Regions from separate parts of the Danio rerio genome. Here region 1 is linked to region 2. Evidence: chromatin contacts called from public HiChIP or PLAC-seq data. All regions are on one chromosome and are shown on one strand. The core of a region is the stretch at or near the end of the contact, and the rest is flanking DNA. Distances in the headings are between cores, read along the strand shown. Region 1 holds the start of nudt6 (nudix (nucleoside diphosphate linked moiety X)-type motif 6). Region 2 holds the start of spry1 (sprouty homolog 1, antagonist of FGF signaling (Drosophila)).

What was found. HiChIP or PLAC-seq counts read pairs in DNA pulled down with a chosen protein or histone mark.
Region 1: an H3K4me3 HiChIP or PLAC-seq map of embryo shows a contact between it and region 2, with 4 times the contacts expected there. The contact joins the promoter of nudt6 here to the promoter of spry1 in region 2. A contact is called at or near these places in 2 of 4 datasets of contacts at active chromatin or transcription factors (embryo and gastrula embryo).

The regions. Positions count from the first base shown.
Region 1 is chr14:748,279-751,855 of GRCz12tu, reverse strand. It overlaps nudt6 (nudix (nucleoside diphosphate linked moiety X)-type motif 6), which reads right to left and starts at 1,525. Exons shown (of 5, transcript NM_001089522.2): 1 at 1,241-1,525; 2 at 222-425. The coding sequence starts at 1,520.
Region 2 is chr14:684,564-687,966 of GRCz12tu, reverse strand. spry1 (sprouty homolog 1, antagonist of FGF signaling (Drosophila)) reads left to right here and starts at 1,712. Exons shown (of 1, transcript NM_001122600.1): 1 at 1,712-2,996. The coding sequence starts at 2,106. The coding sequence ends at 2,984.

The DNA of each region.
Region 1 (3,577 bases), core at 276-2,775, 64 kb before region 2:
ACAGAAGAAATAAACTCATAAAGGTTTGGAAACACTCGAGGGTGAGTAAAGAGTTTGTACATCTTAATTTTTGGGTGAACTATCCCTTTAAATGGACTCTATATAACTGTACTATAATACACTCTACTACAGTATGATTCAACATTATATAGTACTGACTATAGATGACCACAGTATTTCTTCATGTGGGTTTTTCCTATTTAAAGCTGTTGTTGTCTTACCAGCGACTCCGACCTGGTGTGTGGCGAATGCTGGCAGCCGGTTTTGCCCCTCCGCGAGCCACACGCTCAGAACAGCCTGATCTCCGCGCGCGTGGTGGAAACTGAAGCCGTGACGTGCAGCAGCAGAACACACACGAGACTGAGAGATGGGGACATGGAGCCATACTGCAACACGGCCTTCTGAACGCCACTGATGCAGAGACACTGACACACACGCACACACACACACACACACACACACACACACACACACACACACACACACACACACACACACATTTACAAATATTATTATTCACTTATAGAAATTTACATATTTATAACACATTTTAGTTTCATATTTAGATATTAAAAAACAGGCCACACATTTGTTTTCAAATATAAAAGCAAAAACATAAAATCATGCCAAACACCACAGAGATTCAATGAGTTAAACTGTTCTCTGATATCTACATAGTAGGTGCTTAGGTAAGTTTAAAAAGTATCCAGAAATGGTTTTATATGCTCATTTATTACTCCATAAAAAGCCCCTACAAGCAGAAGCTCTATGTTGACCATTCCAAATATGGTCAATAGAGATCAAAGATGCCCCAAAGTAAGGCCCGCTGGCCAAGGTGGCCCACTGTAACCTTTGATTTGGCCCAACATCGCATCTGAGAGGAGAGTGAGTATGATGGAGAGGTTGTGGGGAATGCCTTTAACACAGAGATCTTCATTTCTAATTTGACGTAACACCCAAATAGATAAAATAAAAAGGTTAGGTAAAAAGCTTTTGCGAGTTTTAATCTCAACTTTATATTTTATCTACAAGTTTTTTCATTCAGAGGCAAGAACGGGCTTTCATACCGCTGCTGTAGGCTCAACACTTGCTGAATTAACTACTTTAAAAGAAATCCATTGTTTTGATGATGTTTTGATGAATGAATAATGAATAATTAAGCCTAAAGATGAGCTTTTATAATTTAAAAAATACATTGGCAAAAAAACACTTCTCATCAGATGGTGTATTATTCTCGTACCCTTCAGCAGATCACTGAACTCCTCCTCGCTGATGTCCGGCGGAAAGTCTCGCACCGTCACGCCGCCAAACCGATCAACATCTCCGGCCAGCAGAGGCGGACAGAGCCGCTCCTCACAGCCGGAGCAGAAGCGAGCAGAGCCAGCAGAGACCAGCCGGAACTTTCCGAAAACAGATGAGGCCCTGGAGGAGCCAGAAGTGACCCTAAAGAACCCAGAAGACACCCTGCACAACCCAGAGGAGACCCTACAGAACCCGGCTGACATGATCCACAAAACCATCATCGATCAAACCAAAACAACATAAGAACGAGCGCGCCGTAAACACTGCAGTACTCGCGCACAGGAAAATGCAGAGCAAGACTAGTTTATTTCTATAGCACACTTCATTCATAATGGTAATTCAAAGTGCTTTACTTAAACAAGAATAAAAGTATTAAGTATAAGAATAATAAAGAAAAAAGTGTAAGAAAATAAAAACTACAAAGAATAAAAATGATTAAAAACAGATCACAATGTGTTAAAACTGGTTTTAATGAATGCATAAACATTTATAATTATTTCTGTCTTTTTTATTCCTTTATTTATTTTGCATAAGAAATTTTTTTGCTGCTTGTTCCAATTACAATGGGGAGAAGGGGGTCAACTTTTTCAGTAATGTTAGAGTAAAACATGCTTCAGTGAATCAAATCTATGTACTAATTTAAATTACATATAATTTATTAATGAAATGTTTTTAAGGTTTCAGTGTTTTGAGGAATATTTAGTGTTTCCTGACTTACAGACACTCTGATCAGCTATTTCTGCAAACTGTGGGTCAAACTATACAAACTATGCGTCTCATCCTTTACTATAATGAGTCTAATATTTCACTTTTAGGCTATATGTAGATAAAAACTGATACAATTACACTAACTTAATCAATTTGCATTGGGATGACATGATGGGATTGTATGGAACCCTGCATTTTTACAGTGTGTTGCAATGTTTGTACGACCAGGAAACATGAGAACCCTCATTAACCACATGTCATGCTAACACAAAACATGATGACAAGAACATAAACCATCACAGCAAAACCACACCAGTGCAAGTAAACTTACAACAAAGCATTTATCAGCACAATACTTCATTATTGTATTGCCTCCATCTAAATGAACCTATAATTAAACTGTAAAAATGCAAGGCTGTTTGACTAATTATTATCAAACAAACGCAATGATATGTTGTTTTAGGTATATTTGCAGAGCAAAAACAGTTATGACCATACTAATACATTTATCTGTTAAATAAATGATATGAAAATAGACTGTATTAAATGAGCTTGTGGATTTTGACTGTAAATACAGTTTAAATTTGAAGAATTTTTTAATTCAATTCAATACTAATTCATCTTAATGTTTTCAACACAAGAGCGTTAATACTGCTGTATGATATTAAGACAAAGACAATGAAGGAAAAATAAACAAGAGTAGCGAAAACAACATTATACATCAGGTAAAACAGAAGATCTGCTGCTGGCCTCATGAATCCTCGTGCTCGTCTCCAGATCTGCTCATTCTCACATTCTCATCTTCTGCTTTCTTTCCTAAATTAACCAAATCATCATCATCATCATCATCACCAGTTCTTCACATCTGCACTACAGATCCATAATATTGATGATCATAAGTGTGTCTGACCTGACGTGCGTCTCATGTAGAGGTGAAAACCTGCTAACAGACCCAACAGAAGCGTCATCTGAAGACTCCAGAGCACCACAAACACCACAGACACTGAAGACTCTGAAGAATAACACAAACACATCAATCAATCAATCAATCAATCAATCAATCAATCAATCAATCAATGAGTAAATCAATCATTCAGTCAAAGAATAAGTCAAAGCCTATCAATGCATTATTCAATCATCACTCATTTAATCAACCTGTCAGTCAATCAGTCAACCAATCCACAAGTCAATCAATTGTCTAGCAATCAAACAAATTAATCAATAATACAGTTAGTGTGGTGCTGATATGTGTGTATGCGCACTAGTGCAGTGGAGTGTGTGTGTAACATGAGCGTATAGGGAATCTGATGAGCTTCTGTACCTTTAATATTCACCTGTAGATCTGCTGTAGGTATTAGTGTGCCAGCAGAGTTAAAGATAAATAATGTGTAAATCCCAGAATCTGCTCTGGTCACTGAGTTTATTATCAGAGTCCCATTAATGACCGTCACATCAGGCCTGTTCTTATACAGATCACAGTCACTCTTGATTGTGTCATTTTTTATTCTACAAACTGGACCATGTGCTGTGCTGTTTATTCTCTTCTTCTTATGTACTTCATATATTC
Region 2 (3,403 bases), core at 463-2,962:
GCCTTAAAATTAAATTATATATATATATATATATATATATATATATATATATATATATATATATATATATATATATATATATATATATATATATATATATATATATATTAACCCTAACCCCAGCTCAGAGATAACTCCCGCCTGGTCTTTTAGCATGTAAGGGGGTCCAAGATCAGGTAGTTCTCGAGAGCTCTTCCTGGTAAAAAAAGAGGAGATAAGGTGGAAGGGGGGATTCTTCCAAAACAAAGATAAGGCAGTAGTGTGAATTAGGTCTATTTATTGAAGGATTGGATCAATTTGATTGGATTATTGCTGATTACCAATAAGAGGCCAGCCGCGATCAATCATATCACCTGCTCCTCTGGGAATTAATTTAAAAAGTCCACTTAAAAGTGCACTGAAAATATCACTGACATCAGTCAAACTGACTACAAATGTTAACTGCATTTAATTAAAAAACAGTAGAAATAGAGCTTAATCAGGTCATCACAGAAAGATGTTTAAACGTAATTAATGTGGAGAATAGGCATTGCAAACACCGTTGCATTAATTGCAGGCTGTGAAAGACCTCGCTCTCTCCCTCTCAGATTACTTTTAATAATTGACATGACTGTAAAAAGACAACATAGCCAAAGCTTGATATATGTGGAAGAGTATAACTATGAAAAAAGATCAAAATAATAGAAACTAAACATCATAACAATTAAATTGCATTGTCTTTCTCAATTTAATTCAATAATTGGTTTATTGGCATGACACATGTTACAAATGTATATATATATATATATATATATATATATATATATATATATATATATATACACAAACACACACACACACACACAATAAATAGTATAATAAATTATAATAATAAAAATAAATGAATAAATAAACAAATGTAAAGTAATTTAAAGTAAATTTTTTTTGTCCTAATATTACTCTCTCTCTATTTCTCTCTCTCTCCAACATATGGTGCTGTAAAGTTGTGCTTTTGTCTGTGGTAGAGATTAATTTAATGTTTAGCTATTGTTGTTTAATGTAGATTGCTGATTGACACACTGAATAAGTCATGCAGCAAATGTCTTTCTGTTACTTCAGCTTATTTTAATAAGTTATTCCAGGTTCATCTGCATGTTTTAAGTTCGACTAAGTTCAACTCCGCATGTTTACTCAGTTTGATTGATGTCAGGATTGATGACTGGAAAAGTTCATTTAATTCAAGTAAAAATATTAAAGCAGCAACAATTCATTACAGAGTATAGTCATGTAATTGTAATGAAGTACTTATAAAACCTCAAATCCCTCTTTCTCAAATATATGTTGCTATAAGATGTGTTTTTTTGCATTGTTAATTGATTTATAATTGTATAATTGTAGTGGTGTGACAGATCACAGATCTCACGGTTCGGATCGCACCAGTTTTCCGATCAGCCAAAACAGGGAGGAGACAAATAGCTTGCTTTCCATTTATTACTAAAACAGCACTGCGAGAAACACAACTTAGAACCTGTCATTTCACATGTATTTACTGTAAACATCAGTGTTTATATCTGAACTATGAACGGCTCTCAGTTCTCCTGTGTTATTGGATTGTAACTCTAACTCCACTCAAAAGACCTCCACGATTAAACACAGATCTGAACGCAGCGCTTTGAAGGATTAATAAATATGTGCACATCATCATCATCATCTTCACCTTTATAATTATGTTGCATAGGTGTTGGAATTGACATCCCGATCTAATGATGATGAGTTGTGCAGCTCTACACTGAATGCATTGATGCAGGATAAACTACTGCCGGAAAACTCTGGTGATAACTTAGGAAAGGCTTTAGATGCCTCCACAACTTCTTCAGCCATCATCATATTTTACAGAGCAGATTAAATGTGTTCATATATGTGAATCTTTTTGCGATCCTTATATTGGGCACGTGTGTTCCAAACTTTGGTTTATGATCGCTACAGATCACGGATCAACCATCATCCACTACACCCCTACATAACTGTAATAAAGCACTTATAAAACCTCATCTCTCTCTCTCTCCGTGTCTCTCAGGCTGTCAGATGAGCATTGCTGTGTGGTCTGGAGCTGCTGATCGTGTCTTATGGATCTCCGCGGTCAGCGTGGGCATGCGGACCCCGGGGCCGTCCTGTCCCTGGACCAGATCAAAGCCATTCGCAGTAATAACGAATACACTGAGGGCCCGGCAGTCCCCCGGAGACCGGCCCCGGGACCACCACCGCCACCGCGTCACGCACACAAACATGAGAGGACTCATGAAGTGATCCTGGTGAACGTCAACAATAATTACGAGCCACAATCCTCGTTATTAGTGCGTCCGCCGGGTCTCAGTAGATCCACCAGCACCGGGAGCTCCGAGAGCAGCAGCAGTGCAGGATCCGAGCTGGGTTTACTCTCCAGAACACCACAGCATCACAGGAACAGCGTACGGACTCAGCCCAAATCTCTGAACGCTCCCTTTCTGCCGCCGGACGCTCCCCTGAAACAGATGCATGCGGATAGCAGAGACTCTGCGCATCTGTACATCTGCGAGAGCTGCGGGAAGTGTAAATGCAGCGAGTGCACGGCTCCGCGAGCGCTGCCGGCGCGGCTCGCATGCAACGGATTGTGTTTGTGTTCGGCGGAGAACGTGATAGAGCAGGGCACGTGCATGTGTTTGGTGAAGGGCATTTTTTATCATTGCTCCAAGGACGATGACGATGTTGGAGACGCCTGCGCTGACAGGCCGTGTTCATTATCGCATCCGCAGTGCTGCTCGCGCTTTCTGTGCATGGGCCTGATGGCGACGCTGTTCCCCTGCCTGCTGTGCTATCTGCCCGCGAAAGGCTGCGTTAAAGCCTGCAACTCCTGCCATGATCGGCTGACGCGGCCCGGCTGCCGCTGCAAGAACTCCAACACTGTTTACTGCAAACTGCAGAGCTGGAACCAGACGCCGGGACACACGCCGGGGAAACCATCCTGAGGCACAAACTGATGGTGTATGGGGGGTAAAATGAGTATTGCTGACACGACAGGATTTCTCTCACTAAAATACGAAGAGTTCATCAATGCCATCAGACACTGTCTGCTGAAATGAGCATTTTGCTCAGCCTCCCATGTCTGTGTTTGGTTATTTGTGGCATGAAATGAAAGACTTTTTCCACTATCGTATTGTGCATCTGATTCAAACAGTCTTAAAATGAGAAAATACTAAAAAATACTGGATAATTGGAAGACGGGTGTTGTGAAACACAATCTAGGAAGATTGATGAATGGATAAAATCAGGGCAGACATGCCCTGATAACCCCGCCCTAAAGTTCAGATAGCCCCGCCCTAAATAACTGATAGCCCCACCCCAAAAGTCTGATAGCCACGCCCTAAAGGACTGATAGCCCTGCCAT